2 separate regions of the Sparus aurata genome follow, and region 1 is linked to region 2. Evidence: chromatin contacts called from public Hi-C data. All regions are on one chromosome and are shown on one strand. The core of a region is the stretch at or near the end of the contact, and the rest is flanking DNA. Distances in the headings are between cores, read along the strand shown.

What was found. Hi-C and Micro-C count contacts between places; a contact is called where the count stands out from the background.
Region 1: a Hi-C map of skeletal muscle shows a contact between it and region 2, with 3 times the contacts expected there. The contact joins the promoter of myl13 here to the promoter of LOC115572044 in region 2. A contact is called at or near these places in 2 of 2 Hi-C or Micro-C datasets (skeletal muscle and an unstated tissue).

What each region holds. Positions count from the first base shown.
Region 1 is chr21:20,004,214-20,007,701 of fSpaAur1.1, forward strand. myl13 (myosin, light chain 13) reads right to left here and starts at 1,920. Exons shown (of 5, transcript XM_030401908.1): 1 at 1,704-1,920. The coding sequence starts at 1,811.
Region 2 is chr21:19,861,824-19,865,617 of fSpaAur1.1, forward strand. It overlaps LOC115572044 (aquaporin-1), which reads right to left and starts at 2,323. Exons shown (of 5, transcript XM_030401808.1): 1 at 2,183-2,323; 2 at 1,631-2,031; 3 at 1,312-1,473. The coding sequence starts at 1,984. It overlaps LOC115572043 (aquaporin-1-like), which reads right to left. Exons shown (of 4, transcript XM_030401807.1): 2 at 2,729-2,887; 3 at 2,485-2,565; 4 at 2,120-2,389. The coding sequence ends at 2,204.

The sequences.
Region 1 (3,488 bases), core at 670-3,169, 140 kb after region 2:
AGACAAGGAGATAAATGTTAAAGCAACTACTGAATCTGACTGACAACTCAGTTTTACAATCCGTGCCGTACAAACTGCACACCAGTTTAATGTGTTATTCTAGGTCTACATTTAAATCATCGTTAGATTATCCATCCATCCACAAATGTTGCCTATTTATACTACATGTATATTTTGGACTGCTGTCAGACAGTGGCCCCAGTTTCTGTCTGATGTCTGGATATCTGCAAACCCCGGCCCCTCCAAGAAGCTTCGTAAAAATATTATCCAAACACTTATCTAAGCATGTTTAAAGACGAATGGCGATGGATATAATTATCTATATTTTTCTTCCTCCCGGTTTTTCCACCCCTTTAGCCTCGGAGGAATGGCGCGGGTGGTCTGCTATTTGCAGACATAATGAAAATCATATTTTGTGGCTTTAACCACGCTCCATTGTAGCATGGCGGCGGCTCACTCAACCAGGAAAACATTTATCCATTGAGAAGGGGCCAAGTCAGCAGAAGAGCTTTCCATGAGGTCTGGTATCAGCTAGTTTGGTGCCTCCCCCTGACTGTAGGACACATTTTGTAATACGTGTTTGCAAGTTTAATAAAAAGCCAAAATCAGTATAAGCTTTATACAAAATGACAGTATATCCATAACCCATTCAACTGGCTGTACAGTCCTGTTTAGCTTGCACTGCCAGGTTTAGGTCACATGGGGTCTCTGATACTCTTTGAACACAAGCTTGGCTTCTAAACATTGAGCCTAGTAGTAATAATAATTACAAATGCCAGTAAGCTAACAATTTCAATGCAAAGCTATCTGTACTTTAAGTTACAGCGAATCTTTTTTTTTTCAAAGCTTAAAACACTTGAATCTGTGTTCATCAGCCAATTTACAGTTTCTCTGCACTCAAAAAAATCTAATTGCCTAAAAGTGTTTATTGTCACATTTCATGCAAGGTTCTTCTATCATGTTGAGTCAATATGAACAATTTAAATAACTTTTTAAAAACTTTTTGATTGTCATTAGTGTCAACTTTTACTGAAACCATTAAATGTAAATCATTAAAGTTAACATTACTAAAAAAAGTCAGGAAACTGATTACCAAGTCAACTATTCAAATTAAGTTGTACAAACTGAAAAAGCTTGAATGATTTAAGAATTATAAGTCTACATACTGAAATAATCTGTTTGGCTGAATTCCTTGAGTAAGATCATCATTTGAGAATTCACAGTGTGTGTGTATATTCAGTTATTACATATAAAGCAATAAGAAACTTCCACATAACAGTAATGACCTCATATTGTTTTACCTGTCTCCTTTAATAAATCACACATCTACAATGTACATTCTAAAAGTTGATTTTACTTTATTAAAAAAAAAGTCAGGAAACCGATTACCTTAAAACAAGCAATTAGACTTTAAAATTTAAGGTGAATGAGACAAAAAGTTAATAAGTCTACTTTACTTTGATTTTGAGGTAATCGGTTTCCACCATTTTTTTTTTTAAGTGAGATCACTTTGTCAGATTTTACAGTATAGTTTATTGATATAGACACATTAACTCAATATGTTAGAAAGACATTGCATTAAATGTGGCCCTTTACATTGAATTTAAATATAATTTGGAAAAAAAAAACAGTCTCTGTTTTCAGCCAAATCATTTTCAGAGTGTACATTTCTCATTGTCATTGTCGTTTTTGTTGCGTTTTACCGTCACTGATGTGGGGTCAAACTCCGGTGTCTTGGGGCGCTCGGGCTCCGGGGGTTTGGGGGCCGGTGCTGCTGCAGGTTTGGGCTCTTCCTTCTTCTTTGGGGCCATCGCTAAAAGCTCTCAGGAAACAATGGGGAGGATTGACACAGCACGCTGCGGGTGGAGGGGTCCCATTAGAGGCTGGGTCCCTTTATCCACTGTCCACAGGTGCCATCTCCGCCCCCCTTTCCATTCTCAACCACACTGCCAACAATAGGGGGAAGACTATAAAAGGATATGCCTTTGTGCTTCTATTTAAGACAAAGGGTGTGTGTGTGTGTGTGTGTGTGTGTGTGTGTGTGTGTGTGTGTGTGTGTGTGTGTGTGTGTACATCATCAGGACATCAATGATGCAAAACTATATTGGATGAGATCCCAGGCCTGGAACCTTCTGCTAACCAGGCTATTTCCACCAACACAAACGTGACCTTGTATAATCTTCTTTATCTTGCACTGTTGACCTTGTTCAGTGAAGTGCCGTGGTTATTAGAGAGGAGGGGAGGAAGAAAATGATGATTGCAGGACAAGAGGAGGGTAAAATTGTTTGAATTACAATGGCACAAAGCTGTGATGAATACCCAGCAATTACCCCTTGATTAGTATTCAAATTGCAACCAGTGAGACAACATAATTCACAGTGTAGAGTACACGACGTGTAGGGACAAGCCTTTGTGATTTATTTGGTCCAATCAGACGGATTTGCGGGGAATTAAAGTCAAATCCACCTCAAAAAAGGATTCACAGTTTGTTGTGTCCGTCTGGGGCAGTTGCGTGTGAACAAGCCTCTCTGAGAGCGCCAGGGAACACAGAAGTCGAGAAAAGTAATCCGATATGACACTAAGTGCCACTTTATGAAGCTGGCATTCGCATTCGGATGGAGACAGAGTTTGTGGATAGATTGGCAGCCGGGGTGATGTTTCTGGTGATTGCATTGTTTGAAAAATACACATCACATGCGTACATTCAGTTACTTTGCAGAACAATTAAGAAGTGTCCAAAGGTCATGTTTGACACTAATAACAAGTCATAGTTAAGTGACAAAGATCATTTCAAAGGCCTTCTAAATGCCCTTTACAATAACATTACAATCACATGTGTTACACTGCATCCACACTGTATCCTGTCCCTATAAAAGCTATAAAAAGCTCACACTGCATCTGACATGCTGCCATCTACAAACCGAAAAAGACTTCTTTGGGCACAAGATGATAGAAGCAAATTACTTTCACTTTCACTTATAGCTTTTTATCTTCGCTGTTGTTGTGTTTTTATTTGTGTGTTGTGATTCATAACTGTGTCACAGATAAACTTTATCTTGAACTAAATATCCTTGCAATTGATCAAAGAATGTCTATGTCTAGACTAAGCATCCCAAGTGCTTCGAGGGGGTGTAACAATGAAACATGATATGTAGAGGTGACTGGGATTATTGGGCACACTTTCACTCGTGGCATACCGTATGTCAGAACGTTCTAACCAGCAGCGATGAAAGGTTAGGTCTCAGCTAGAAATATCTATATTTAAAATGAGCTGATTTGTGCATAAGTTGTGTCATGTTAAATCAGAAATATGCATTCAAATAAAAACAATAAAAAAAAAACAACAACCAGACATTCGATCGATCAAGGAAGTCAACTGACGGGACGGAACTGACATAACAGTAACAATTTCCATTTCCATATATCTGTAAACTTTATTTCTGTCTGAGTCACTTCAGGCAGATTGTCTTTGGCGATGATGACAGCAC
Region 2 (3,794 bases), core at 1,073-3,572:
ATTCATAAAGCTTTGAAATTAAAATGAATATATCTGTCCACTCCAGTAGACATTATGTACCAACAGGTATAGTCTTCCTCTTGAGATCTGCCTTTGGTGTCATTTCAAATAATGATATAGTTTACCCTTGAATAGATTTTCTTCAGGCATAGACACCTTCATTTGACAGCAGATAGAAAGGAAGGTCCTCAAGCCCAGATTCAAACCGTGGTCCACTGCATATGTGGCATGTGCTCTTAACCACTCTACTACCTGCACGCCCATTTAACAGCATTATTAGACAGTCTTGAGATCTAAATATAGACCTAGTATGCCGAATATAGGGTTACAGTTGGTTGATGGTTATCACAAAAAATAGCTGTACAAGCAATATAAAAAACGCTGAAAAATATTTTTACCATTTTTCTGAGAATTAAAAGGTTGATGGAAAAAAAGGGTATTGTGGTGATGTTTCACTTGAAAGAGTAAAATCAAGCATTAAAAAATTTGCTCATTATTGCATAAAAGGGTTAATTGCACATGTCATTCCTGCACTCAGAAGATTCCGTTACAACATTTTATATTATCAAAATCAATTAATATCTCAATTTATTTTACCTGAATATCACCTTTTTTTTTAATCAAAGTTGTTTATGTTGGAAAAATTGTGACCACTGTTTCTGTTTGTGACGCAGTTTTCACATTTTGACGTGTTATTTTAAAATAATCTAATTCATTCAGTGTGTTAGTCTTTGCACCAGGCACATCCAACCCACTTGATCCTCAGAAAGCTGTGTGATGTTGCCAGGAAAATGCACTCACAGAAATTTGACACGTGCTGCTGATTCATATTCCTGTTAACATGCTGCTGTAGCCGTTTTTGAAATTGTGATTTGCTGTGCCCACTTTGTGAACTACTGGCAATTCAGCCGCACCCTGCACAATTATGTAACAAGAGTACAATCTTGAATCATGACAATTCCTGTGCAACACAGAGAAACTATATTGTCCGAAAGGGAACAGTGGTCTCAAGTACCAACACCGAGTGAGTGAATGGCTAAACAGGAAATCTGCCCCACACCACTTCAAATAGCCTCAAAAAAAAACCCCAGTCAGTCCTCAGAGAAATGAAAATTGCTGTGACTGCACAGCTTTTTTCTCCCACCTTCCATCATTTAAACCAAACCTTGTCCACCCTTACAGTACTTGGCTGAAGAGCCTCCTTTATAACATACATTTGTGCCCTGAAAGGATTTCACTTTGCTCTGCTTATCTTGTCCAAACTGCTTTAAAGACAAGAAACAAAAAACGTCAGGATTGGGATTCACTTACAGCTGCAAAGTGCCCAAGCCCCACTGACAGCCCAATAGCCAGCGGTGCCGAACCTTTGACATCACTCCGTCGCTTGTCGGTCACTGCGATCACACACAGGACCAGCTGAAGGGTTGCAAGGAACTCGATGATGAAGCCTTGCGCTTTGGTCACTCTGTTTAGCTGTGAAAGACAATGAAAATAAACCAGAACAGCTAAATGCAACAAGTTAGATCCAATGCAGTGGTTTATATGACACGACACATTTGTCGAAATCACAATAAATTAAAGTTTGAAAAAAAAACAAAAACAAAAACAGATATTAAGGACGACCTCTTGCCTCGTTAACACCGAGGGAACCGATTTGTGCGTATCCATTCACGATAGCACTAGCTGCAACTGCCCCGAGCATCTGAGCCAAGATGTAGCAGACGCATCTGAGTGCGCTGATCTGGCCGCTCACCAGTAGCCCCAGTGTGACTGCAGGATTAAAGTGTGCCCCGCTGACATGCCCCAAACTCTGAACCAGAGTGGCGATAGCCAGTGCGAAGGCCAGCGCGACCTTCAGCTCCTGAGCAACGCCTTTCTCGACGCTCCCGATGATGGCGGTCAAACCCGCGAATATGAACAGCAACATGCCGACAAACTCTGCAGCCACTGCCCGCCAAAACGCCCAGCTTTTTACTTCTGTCATCTCCGCGTCGAATGTGTTCGGTGTGTCAAACCGACATGTATGAGCTTCTGTATTTATAGTGAGGAGGTTTGTGTGCAGAGGGGAGGGGAAGAAGAGGTGAAACAGGAAAAAAGATGACTTCAGGGTACACATTTGAGCATTAGAGAGGAGCTGCTTATGGCTGAAAAAATATTTTATTGGTTACAAATAAAGCATTACACAGTAGTGATTTCCACCAGGCTACGTCCTTGACCATCTATCTTTGACATCCTCGAGGAGGGGCTCGCGAATGCCATTTTCCATTGTCGAGCCACAGCAGAACAGGACCTGTGCTTGTACGCTAATGTGCTCATCTCTGGGCACCAACAGAGAATAATACAGGAGAGCTGCCACCACACCGCCGCTCATCGGTCCTGCCCAGTACACCTGAAAAACAAAAGAACAGGACATCCGTTTCAATAGGAGTGACTCATGAGTGCAACACTGGCAAAATGTCTGATTTTCAGCTCTGCAATACGTACCCAATGATCATCAAAACACTTCTGTATGACTGCAGGACCAAAGGATCGAGCCGGGTTGATACCACATCCTGTGTAGCTGATCTGTAAACCATATCAGAGGAAACCACCACTTGCGTCTCTGGCCATATGACAGCAGATTACACGCAAGCCGGATTTATAGCCAGTTCGTCCTACGCCAATCCATTGTATCAGACGGAGAAACCATCGAACGAATTAATGAGGGGAAATGTTTTGATATACTCACTCCAGCGAGGTGTCCCAGCCCCACAGACAATCCGATTGCCAGAGGTCCAAATCCGCCCACGTCACGCCTTTTGTCGGTGACTGCCAGCACGCACATGACGAGCTGGAGGGTGAGCAGGAATTCTACGCCAAAACCTTGATTAGGGGTAATTCCATTCAGCTGCAATCGAGGAGAAAACGCTTCAGTTTGTGCCCTGCCTCTATGGACATACACAACTAAAGGGTAATCCCACCAATTTTCCACTTTGAAGTAGTGTAAAGCGTTTGTGGCTACATGTAATCTGATAAACTGTGTCCATTGATGTCACTCAGTTGCAAACTTACATTATGGGTAATGCAGGTGCCCATATTTTTTTTCAAGCAGCCCAGCGGCTACACCAGTGGGTCCAGCATTACACTCTTATAAATACTGTTTGAATAGATTTCAAGATTCCCTTTTTATTCCATGCCATCCTTTTCAAATCCTCGTGCACCATATTACCCATAATGCAACCTTGACACTGAATGACATCACTGGGTGCAGTTTGTCAGAATACATGCAACTTGCTCTGGAGCCACAACCCCACCCCCCCCTTAATTTTTTTAGGTTTTGACAAAAAAAAATCTTTCATATTGCAGCTTTAATCATGATTCAATCTGAAATTTTGATAAAAGACACCAGAGGGGATTTTTCCAACTAGCCCAGGGGATTACTTATATTGAGACAATTATTTTCTGTACTACAAGTTTTCTGACATGTTGTGTTCAAATTAGCAAATGATTTTTCATCTTATAAAAACGTGCACTAGTTGCAAACACTGCTGAAACATTTGATGGGATCTCTCTTATCATCACTCCATAAATCAAAACAAGGAAATACTGTCAACGGGCCATTAAAAATGAATTAAATGTTAGATACTTCAGGCTATGGGTGATATATGAAGTATCCCCTCTGTAAAAAATTCTTTCAGAATATAGATACACAAGTAAAGCTGGAAAGTGTGGTGTTAGTGCCGCTGATGTGGAGATTTCTGGGTCAGAATGAGAAAACAAATATCCAATATTTTACATTTAAATATTTGAGTAAA